2 separate regions of the Sus scrofa genome follow, and region 2 is linked to region 1. Evidence: chromatin contacts called from public Hi-C data. All regions are on one chromosome and are shown on one strand. The core of a region is the stretch at or near the end of the contact, and the rest is flanking DNA. Distances in the headings are between cores, read along the strand shown. Region 1 overlaps ITGA1 (integrin alpha-1). Region 2 overlaps ITGA2 (integrin subunit alpha 2).

Region 1 (5,407 bases), core at 1,373-3,872:
ATCACACCTTTTTATGAGCATCTTTGTTCTTGAAGTAATCATTATGGTGCCTTGGGCTCTACTGTAGCTTAAGCTCCTTGGTTTCTCAATTTCCTGGGGTTGGGGGGGGGTGGATAATGAATGAATGTATATGTGAACTACTGCTGTAAAATTTGCTGATCCTTCTGCAACAACTCCATGTCTCCACCTGATTGACCATCACAAGATCAGAGCCTGTAATTATCCACAAAGTCCTACTCTTCTCAAAAAGCAACAAATGAGTGGAGAAGTTAAATGCCATGAATTTAATTTTTAAAAACTAATTCCGTGGAGTTCCTTGATGGCTCAGAAGGTTAAGGATCTGGCATTGTCCCTGCTGTGGCTCTGGTTGCCCCAGGAACTTCCCTATGCCGCGGGCACAGCCAAAAAAAAAAAAAAAAAAAAAAAAATTCCAGGGAATTGTCTATGGACTCAAAGGCAGCCTACCTCATGGCTCTCTACATCTACATCTAAGATCCTGGTGGTCAAAAGCATGCACCTGGGGAGAGCTGAAGTCATCAGTAGCTAGAAGAAAGGCTAAATCTTTCCAGAGAGTCATATCCTCTTGCTGGCCTGTCATTGCTCAGAAATGTCCAATTTTAGAATTTTCTTCATTCCTGCTATCTGCCTTCAGGTTTAGAAATCATTCTTTCCACCTGTTCTTTTTCTGCTCAACCAAACTCAGGTCTCTCTGATTCAGAGTCACCATGTTGCACAACCCCAGTGCACATGCTCACAGCTCTGCTCCAAGCTCGGCGCATTCTTAGAAATAAGTCTAACAGATAAAAATTTTAAAATTCATGCTTGTACTCTGTGACTGCTGGGCAAAGCATGCATTGAACCAGGAGTGTTGCACATTTCAACTAATATGTTGTTAACCCAAAGGGGAAAAATAGAAAAGATGGCATTTGAAACTTTTTAGAAAAGAGAGGAAGAGCTATTTGATCTGATCCTAATGAAATTGCTGCTTATAATAAGCCTGGCAAAATTTTTAACATAAATAATTCCTGGGTTTTAAGTAGACTATTTAATGAGCCAGATATCCCATTTCCCTAACATTGTAATTTGTTGAGGTTTATGTGCATATGTGTGTATCTGTGCATATGTATGTATATCAACACACATACACACACATACACATGCACACATGCATGGACACAAATTGAAGGAAAAAAATAACTCAACGCCAAGTGGCAGAGTTTATATAAAATAAACACACAAAAACTACACCACAAAAAAATTCAATTTGTTCACTCTGTATATAGTTTTCACTTTCATTAATATTTAACTGTAGCATTCAGTTATGCAACTATCTAAAAGTCATAAATGTAGAGGCTTTGACCAAGATACTAACTCAACAGATGCCCCAAATTGGCTTTGTACAAATATTCTAAAACACCATCAATGATTAAGAAATATACTAAACTCTATCATTTGATTTTAAAACACTTAATCAGAAAAATGATACGTAAGACATTTATGAGCTTACTGGTTAAATCAAATTGCAAAACACTTTCTTTTTGAAACTTTGATGTCTTTTAAATTAATCATTGCTTCCACTGTGAACTGAACTATGTATGCATCTCCTTCTCAGACCAAACCTACAATGGTATATTATTGGTAAATTATTTAACAACTGGCTCTCCAGGAGGAAATAAATCCCTGAGTTGTGTCATTTGCCAATTTCCATGATCTGAATAGTTTGCCATGGCCATTTTCAAGCTACCAACAATAGCCCTAACCAGCTTGCAAAATTCCTGAAAATGTATTTGTTAGCTTTCATGAACCAGTATGAGCTGGCTTCAGTGCACTATTGAGACAGATTAGATGTCAATGATAAAGAAAGAGAAGGAAGGGAGGGAGGGAGGGAGGGAGGAGGAAGGAAAAGAGAAAGGGTGGAAGGGGGGAGAAAAAGGAGAGAAAGGAAAGAAGAAAGAAAGGAAAGAAGACAAAAATATTCTTAAAATGCTAATCTCAAGCCCAGAAGACATAATTCTACATAGTTCCCAATTCTTCAATTCAATTTCTAAAAGTATAGCCTTCCTTTAATATTAATAAAATGATATAAATCTGCAGGAAAAGGAAGGAGTTGAAAGCAAAACAATGTCAAGGGTGACACACTAAAAATCAGACCTCTGCAGCCACAGAGAAGCTGTTTCACTTTCTCTGGGAATCCAGAGCCCTGGAGCCAGACTGTGAAAGGTCATCCTTGGTAAAAAAAATTGTAATTTCTGGGATCCAGTTTGAACTTCAGTGATCCAATTTGTCCAATTATTTTTCTCCAAGCACTCGATTCATGGGTGATGTAATCTCTGAATATTTTCTGTGTCACAAGCGTCCTTGAAACAACTTGTGGGAGGACATATTTTTACAAAATTTGGTGCTTACTCAAGCATAATCATTTATCATTTTACCTTCTATAAAAGCAGTATCTAGGCTCAATTGGAAAACAAGTGTTCGCTCCAGAGCGAAAGGTGGTTGCACAGTGCTTGCGGAAAGCCGAGTGGGAGGAGAGGCCGAGAGAAGGTCTGGTGTGTTCTCTGCAGGCAGCCCCAAAGGGCCACCGCTTGCACTGTGCCAAGGGCTGCCCGCCAGCTTCTATGCAGTGCACTTTCCCGCAGGAAATCCTCACTGTCAGATATGCAACCTGCTCCGTGGGAACCGTCTTGCTCCACATAACGCTGAGAAAACTCGGGAAGACCCGGGCTCCGAGCATGGTTCATGTGCCAGAGACAGTCATGTGCTCGAATAAAGAGGCCTCTGGCAAATCAGGGTTTGCAAAACAGTATCCTACATACCCTTTGCTGATTTTCAACACTTCTCGAGTCTCCCTCCATTAGTCTTCTCCTCCAAAGAAGACTTCCAAGAAGGCCCCTAGAGAAAAATCTGTTTAAATCATGTGCTCTGTTTGCTGTGAGGACCAGCTCTGTGATTTGATCACTGACACAGATTTCAGTCCTCTGTTCTTCTGTGGCACTCTAAAGGGTTGATATGGTATAATATAGTGGAGACAAAAAGAAAGGCATTTCAGACATGGAGCAGCTTAAAGAAATTTGCAAATACTCTCAGTACCTGTGACAGTTGAGGGGCTGGCAGGATTTAGCCCCTCAGTGGGGCTCCATCAGCATCCCTAATCCCATCCTCACCCTTGGAAATAATAATCTAAAAAACAAAAAGAAGAGCTGTAAAATCCTCAAAGTGGTACTATTTTTTAATTAAAGTATACAGTCTAACTGTAAACAGCAGGCATTTTAATGCAAATACAACTTCAAGGTGATTCCACTGGGCAACCCTTCCAATCAGACTTCTGTCCCTAAACACCTCCTACCCAGAAATTCAGAAACCTCCACTGAAGGTGAACTGTGTTGTGCCTTACAAAAGACTAAATACTGCCACTTCCTGAATGGGAGCGCTGTTATGCAACATTTTACGTAAAACAATAAAAAAGAGTTCAAATCTAACATTGTCATCTGGTGAATGAGTCACTATTTTTTTATCCTCCTATTAAAATGTAACCTTGAATTTGGAAATTCCAAGTGAGGATCTTTAACCACCAACCTTGAGAGAAAGTACAGGAGCCTAGGTAGGCTCTTCCGCCCCAGCCCCATCATCCTCTACCTCTGGTGCCCAAGAGGTCCAGTTCTTAAGCCTGAGCTCCTGAATCCACAGTGTCCCAGGATCAGCCCTCCCACATCAGACGTACACATAAACACTGGCTGAAGTTTTACCATACCAAAAAATTTACAAGGATGAATTATCACTTGTAATGTTGGACTCCCTGCTTTGAGATCGGCATTTTTTTTTTTTTTTTCTCCCTTTGAAAGTATAAGAAAGCCTTTCTCTCAGAGCTAATGAGTTCAGAGCTTTATACTAGACTTCCAGGCTAGAGAATTTCAAGGCCTGGAGGACCTGGCACTAGGACCCAGGGCCCATTTGCAGGATCTCTCTGCTTTCTGCTTCCCAGATGGTTTCCTCTCTTCTCAGCTGTACGGTGGGGAATGTTTGGTTTTAATTTGGGTTCTCTTGGCAAGGCCATGCTAAGCCTGGTGCGCCTCGAAGGGCCTTGAGGGCTAGATGTTCTTTGTTGGAGAGTTGAGGCTTGGAAATCCTTTACGTATCTGACACACTGTGGAAATCATGGCAATATCTAGGCGACGCCAGTGACACGCATAACTATGACTATGTTTGATCTTAACCATGTTTCAAGTGACATCATGATGGAAAAAGACTAAGTCTGGAATTTCAGGGGCATTTCAGCAACACTGAGACTCCGAATTGAATGTTTCATTGCAGTTTAATCTACGCATGAAGCTTAAGAGCAAAATTTTGTAAAGAAATCTTCCCAATGACAATGAAAGCCAGGTGTCTTCTTGAACAGTCCCCTGCTGACAGTTCCTGTCCCCACCCCTATTTTTTAAAAGCCGGAAAGAAGATTAAATGGGGAAAAATGAGTGGCATCATTGTTTCTTTCTGCTACAGAGGAGCCACGTAGGAGGGAGTCAGCACACAGCATAGGCACTGTGGCTTTCTGAGAGGTCTTAGCATCATAGGTCCAGTGGCAGGTGACAGTGTTCCTGCCATGGCCCTGAGGCATCTTGGATCCTGAGAGACAAAAAAAATGGGGCAGGGGGAGGAGATGAAGCAATTTATCTTTTTTGTATGTACACTTACTCCTCTAAATACTGTAAGCTCCCGTAGACCACTTCATTCTGGCCACAGTACCAACACATGTACTTCACACAAGTAAATTATTAATTAAATAAGAGTAAAAATATATTCTTGCCTGTCTATTAACTAGGACTAATTTCCTGGTGTTTAACATACTTTGGCTCAAGTAAAAACAACCATTTGAAGCAGCAATGGTTCAGATCTTCTTCATACTAGGACCAGTTCACACAGTATATCCCAATACTGAGTGTTTAATTGAGAGAGACCCCTGCCCTTATTCAGGATGCAACAGCCACCTTCTGCATTCCTCCTAAGGGAACGGTGACCTGGAATGAGAATGGTGTACTGTGTGTTACTACTGTAAGGATGTAAAGTTACCGGATTGTGTCCATTTTATTAAAAAGGCAAACATTGTCTATAGTAACTACTGCTCTGAAATATATATTATACGCACTCCAATAAACTTCTGCATGGCCTAACAAAGTATATTCATTGCTTATTTTTTATTTACCTCGGAATAAATTCATTAAAATGAATAACAAGGGCATGTGCATTTTTATGACTTTTATCAGACCAACTCGCTAGAAGAAAATGCTTTGATTGCACTCAAGAACAAAGAAGTATGAACTGTGTTGATTCTAGTAATTTATTAAGTGCCAAATTTCAACGCATTTTTAAAAAGAAATCTGTTATGGGTAACAATGATCTAAGTTGTTATATT
Region 2 (5,411 bases), core at 110-2,609, 130 kb after region 1:
TGTTTTCAAGTTAGAATCACCTGGAGAGAGGTCTTAAGCTGCTGATATCTAGCCCCCCACCTCCCAGAGACTCAGTTTAATTTGCGGTAGCAGGGCCTGGTCACCCACACAGTTTTAAGTTTCTCAGGTACTTTTCAGGTGTGGTCCGTCACATCAGTGATTTAAGCACAAAAAGATGCTTGAGTCTTCAGAGCTGGTATTTGTTCTTGTCACTTTCCACAAGGAAATAATGAACGTGCTGGTTTTATGCATTAATGTCTGCTAGGATAAAATATATTATTTTTCTTATGTTGCAGTCGACTTTCCAGACAGTACAGCTGACAGCAGCTGCAGAAATCGACACCTATAACCCTCAGATATATGTGATCGAAGAAAACACTGTCATGGTGAGTGCATCACATCCCTTCCTATGGGTGCTGGAGTCCAGAACAGGCATTCCACTTCTGACAAGTGAGAATGCTCATTGTTCTCACACATATGTATATACAAGTTTCTTACTGAAATTCTACAAGTCTAGTGTTGATCAGGTCAGCTTTTGGTCCAGGGTGTTTTCTACTCAAAAACAAAAAGCAAAAATACCCGGTGGTATCCTTGCCCTCCTCCTTGCCCACACACTGGCAGAGCTGCATCAGAAGTGATGACCTGATGGAGGGCACAACAGAAGGGGCTCCATCTTGCTGTGGCTCCCTTCTCCCTCCTCTGGGCCTGGCCTGCACCACCAGCTGCTCCTTTTCTGCTCATGCTTACACAAAGCAGTCTCGATCCGAGGCCGTGAAATCTAAGTCCTGCTCATTTGAATCATACATAGTGTTTTAGAGTATTTAAAAAGAAGTGCTGAAGTATGCTTTAATAAACAAGGCATGTATTAGAAGGCTTTTTTCTTCCAGTAGCACTCCTTACAACTATACACTGACACTGTGAAACATCCATTCATTAGATCTTTAGTCTAGAAAACTATAAATGCTTCTCTTGATTAAAAAAGAAAAAAAAAAGAAAAAAAGGTTTGGCAAAGAAACATACATTCACAGAAAACAAAGGCTCACTGTTCCAAGAGCTGGCACAAGATAGCTTTCCTTTGCACTGGAACTCTGGTTAGAATACGCCATATTTAGATAGAGTGGGATTTCCATGCTCAGCTAATCCCCTGGCAGAGTCCTGAGCATTTCCCTCCTGATGCTTTTGTTAGGAATTGGAAACCAATTCAAGACTCTGCCCCCAAGGCCGGCTTGGTGGCTGGCATCAATCCACTGCTGCAGCCTATGGACTTGGTTAAAAAGCCAATGGCCTTGTGAACTCTGGACCTCGTTCAATGACTGAGTGGAGCTCACAGCACCGCTGTGTCAGCTAAAATGACTCCACATAGAGGATGCTTTCCTGCTTCTGGTTTAGGATCTGAGAATCAGTGAAGGCCCACACCCTCCCTTCAGAGGCTGGGGTGTGGAAAGTCAGAAAGGGAGCCAAAGGAAACATGGACTTAAAAATCAAAGTGCTATAAATTTAGCCTGGGGGGAGGGGAGTACTAAAAATATTTAAAAAGTACATTTCAGGAAAATGAGGTGTTGAGATAACACAATTGTTTTGTATATACACTTGCAGATTCCCATTACAATAATGAAACCCCATGAGAAAGCTGAAGTACCAACTGGAGTTATAATAGGAAGTGTAATTGCTGGAATCCTTTTGCTATTAGCTTTGGTTGCAGTTTTATGGAAGGTAAGAAATGTTTCATATTTAAAAATAGAGGTCCTAAAGATAGGCCTTGACTTTCCCCATCACACAGCAACTCTTAAGTTTTATATGGTACTTCCTCCTCCATTATAAGAAAAAAAGAGGAGTTCCCATCCTGGCACGCAGTGTCTAACGAATCCAACTAGGAACCATGAGGTTGCGGGTTTGATTCCTGGCCTTGCTCAGTGGGTTAAGGATCCAGTGTTGCCGTGAGCTGCGGTGTAGATTGCAGACACAGCTGGGTCCCGCGTTGCTGTGGCTCTGGCATAGGCCAGCGGCTACAGCTCCGATTTGACCCCTAGCCTGGGAACCTCCATATGCCACTGAAGTGGTCCAAAAAATGGCAAAAAGAAAAAAAGAATTGTCAAATTTATTTGCAAGTTCTCACTCATGTTCTTGAAAACAATCAGAAAGGATTTTATCTCTTTGTTCTGGATCCCTTTTTTCCAACTTGCCTTTCATCCGGGAAGGTTTTATTCAGCTGCAAATAAGTGCACCCTGAAAAATTTACCTGGTGCAAGTCATTTCAACTCTGGGTATTCATCTCCTCGCTGAAGGGCTGATGCCAGGTTAGCACTTTGCACACTGGCTTCTCCAGAGCCCCCCAGTTTCCAGTGGATGCTTTAGAAGCAGCACTAGCAAGGGGGTGCTGGACCAAAACAAAATCAGCTAGAAGTGGTAACAATTTTACATCATCCTTTTACAGCTCGGATTCTTCAAAAGAAAATATGAAAAAATGACCAAAAATCCAGATGAAATTGATGAGACCACAGAACTCAACAGCTGAATCACCCAGCAGTTCCCACTGCAGAGGAAGTAGCAGCATCACAGCCAGGGTTTACTGTTCTCATGAATGGGTTGTTTAAAAACCGCAGTGTAATTTTTAATGTAACAGGTAAACTAGCCTGATATTTTATTTTTAAAAAACTGCAGGTCAGTTTGGAAAGAAATTGGGGGTGCGTGGGGGGGTTGGGAGGGTAGGTGTCTAAAGACTCAAGGACTTATTTTATATTCGGGTTCGGGGGGAGTGATCTTTCTGCTGGCTGGTCCGGAGTTTACATTATAATGTACATTGTAGCAGAAATACAAAATGCTTCCAAACAGGAGAAGTCTTAAAGAAAACTATAACCTTTCTGAGATTTTAGGGGTGGTGGTGGGGAACCATTTAAAATGATTGTTTTTAAACAATGAAAGTGAAGTAGAATCAATATATAATTAGGATATTAGTGCTGATGGGGAATAATAAAAAACCACTGGTCTTGAATTTCTGCTGCTCATCCAAAATTGCCATAGAAGGTATTTTCAGTGATAATTTGGTTTATAAACTAGGTACAATGTGCTGTTGTCAGCCCACACTTGCTTCTTCAGAGCCCCCTTTCCTTCCATGGTATTCTTATCCTAACGTGCTAGAATGACTGGTAGGAGCGCTCCTGCAGAGAAAAATCTCCATTTAAGGGGAAGGGGGGCGTTTAGAGGCCAAAGCACAAACTTTTGTTTCTAGTCTGTAACAACATTTATGGCATGATCCTGTCCGCTGCCAGTGGCCCTGCCTGGAAGGAAGAAGAAATTTCCTTTTTCCTTCAGGACACACAATGGCTGACTTGAATGGCTGGCTGGCAAGGACCTTCTGCATTTTTGAGAGATGAGTAGTTTCTTTGGAATCCTTCACCGAATCTCTCTTCCACCTCCTGATGCACCCATTCGGCTGCTGCCCCCCTTCCTCTCCAGGAGTGCAGAGTTATCCACCCTCCTGGAACCCCTTGTCTAAATCCTTCATTCCCAGGGCAGCTGCTCTTCTCCAGATGTGAGAAGGATGCCATCTGTTTAACTTCCACACTTGCCTGAATTACTGTATAATCCCCTTAACTTCAGAGAGCTACTTTCATTTGTTGCTAAATATGTAAGAAAAATAAGTCCAAGTGAACTTCTAATTGCTGAGACTTCCGACAGCATAAACAAGGTAAAACATCTCAGGAATTTTTCAAGACGCTACAAGGAGACATCAAAAGCCATCAAATTAGCACAGGCACCCGCTCTACTTGTCTGTTTCTGGAGGCCTTAAACTTCCAGAAGAAAGACCTTCCCCTGGAGTTTGCTCACCAGGTGTAGAGTCTCAGGCCCCAGATCCTGAGAGTCAGGTTTAGTTGGGGTGGAATGAGGTCGTGTGACCCATATTTTAACAAGTGTCCCCAGTCCTTGTGATGTAAATGGGCCACCACGAGGAACACCACTTAGTTGCACCTTCTTTTCTCTACTTCTGAGCCCACACGATCTCTAGGAGAGAGTCGGGGGGAAAGGGCACAGGCGAAGGCTGTGGGGACTTTTATGTCAGAAAGTACATACTGAAAGCTCTGGACAAGTCACTCAGACTCTAAACTTCAGTGTCCTCATTACGAAATGAGGAGACTGGGCTGGAGCTTAGCAGTGACGCTTTTAAATTTAAAAACCCACAATCTGGGTTTCTTATAAGACAAATAGACAATCCTCCAAGAATCTGACTCCAAAGAGAAGTCAGAGGGAAACAGGAATCAGCTCATGCATGCGCCTGGCCTCCATGACCAGGTAGGCCTGTCTGTACACTTCCGTGATTTATTTGTATTTGACAAAACAAAGGGATTAAAAAAAAATTAGACATAAAATATCACGGGTTTATAGCAAAAACAGCATGGTACTTTCTAGTTACACTGCTAGAGCCCAATTCTTATAACAGCCGTGTGGGTTCAAACACTGTTTCATTCCAAGGATAATTACTTTTTTAAAAAGAGTGGAGGAGAAACTGGTCCTTAATTGATACAGACTATTTAATAAACTGAGTCACTGCTGTATATATCTATATACTAGTTCAGTGTAACATACTATGAGTTATACATGTCATCCTGTTAGGTTACTCTGCCTCACCATCCTTAAACTAAGCTAAACTGAGGTCACATACACACAGCGAGCTTGTGAGCTCTGGCAAGCCTTGTGCCTTAGATAATCCTCCTTGACGGTACTGTTGCCATGAAGAAGCTGGATTACTACAGACTGAAAAATGGCCACTTGTCTCTGTACCGTTTACCACACTGAGGAAGGGTTTCTCATCTTTGACACTACTGACATTTGGGGCCAGGTAATTTTTTTCAGGGGACTGTCCTGTGCATTGTAGGATGTTTAGCAGCCTCCCTGGCCTCTCTACCACCAACCAGAAGCAACCTCTCCCCCTAGTTGTGACCATGTTTCCAGACAATGTGTAACACCTCCTAGGAGGCAAAATCATTCTGACTGAGAACCGCTGCACTAAGAGCAAGTGGCCTGAGTATACAGCATTGTCAGATCACAGATTTGAGGCAGAGACTCTAGCGAGGAGTATTTCTCCAGCACTTTTTAAGCAAAGACTAAGTATTCATCCCAGAAATTAAAGAATTGTTTGAAAGACATAGCTAACTATTCGTATTCAGCCATACTTTTGTTTTAAAAGTGAGGAAATATGGGGCTTAAATGATGCCATCTTACAGTTTCCATTTCATAAATGGTATATAGACAATATTCATAGAATGTGATAAAAATTGAGTTGCTTCATGCATGGTTGCCACACGAGCCTTATGACATAATAACATAGCAAAACAGAAGAAACTGTATCAAGATTTGAAATTGTTCATTGTTCATTTTAGCAGCAAAATGAGAACTGGACAGATTCCTAGCTG

The links. A called contact is a pair of places that touch in the nucleus more often than the background predicts.
Region 2: a contact with region 1 is called in a Hi-C map of adipose tissue, with 7 times the contacts expected there. The contact joins two enhancer-like sites. A contact is called at or near these places in 28 of 47 Hi-C or Micro-C datasets (adipocytes, adipose tissue, alveolar macrophages and 17 more) and 1 of 2 datasets of contacts at active chromatin or transcription factors (skeletal muscle).

The regions. Positions count from the first base shown.
Region 1 is chr16:32,304,324-32,309,730 of Sscrofa11.1, forward strand. It overlaps ITGA1 (integrin alpha-1), which reads left to right. Exons shown (of 31, transcript XM_021076769.1): 31 at 1-5,407. Among named protein-coding and RNA genes, the nearest start is that of ITGA2, 29 kb to the right of the region's middle. Within about 2 kb of position 2,623, at least 13 of the 83 cell types and tissues checked have an H3K27ac peak or open chromatin away from gene starts, as enhancers often do. A contact at or near this core is called in adipose tissue, where this site is marked.
Region 2 is chr16:32,430,857-32,436,267 of Sscrofa11.1, forward strand. It overlaps ITGA2 (integrin subunit alpha 2), which reads left to right. Exons shown (of 31, transcript NM_001244272.1): 29 at 297-386; 30 at 1,597-1,713; 31 at 2,435-2,967. The coding sequence ends at 2,515. It also overlaps a transcript of MOCS2 not described here. Among named protein-coding and RNA genes, the nearest start is that of MOCS2, 29 kb to the right of the region's middle. Within about 2 kb of position 1,360, at least 16 of the 83 cell types and tissues checked have an H3K27ac peak or open chromatin away from gene starts, as enhancers often do. A contact at or near this core is called in adipose tissue, where this site is marked.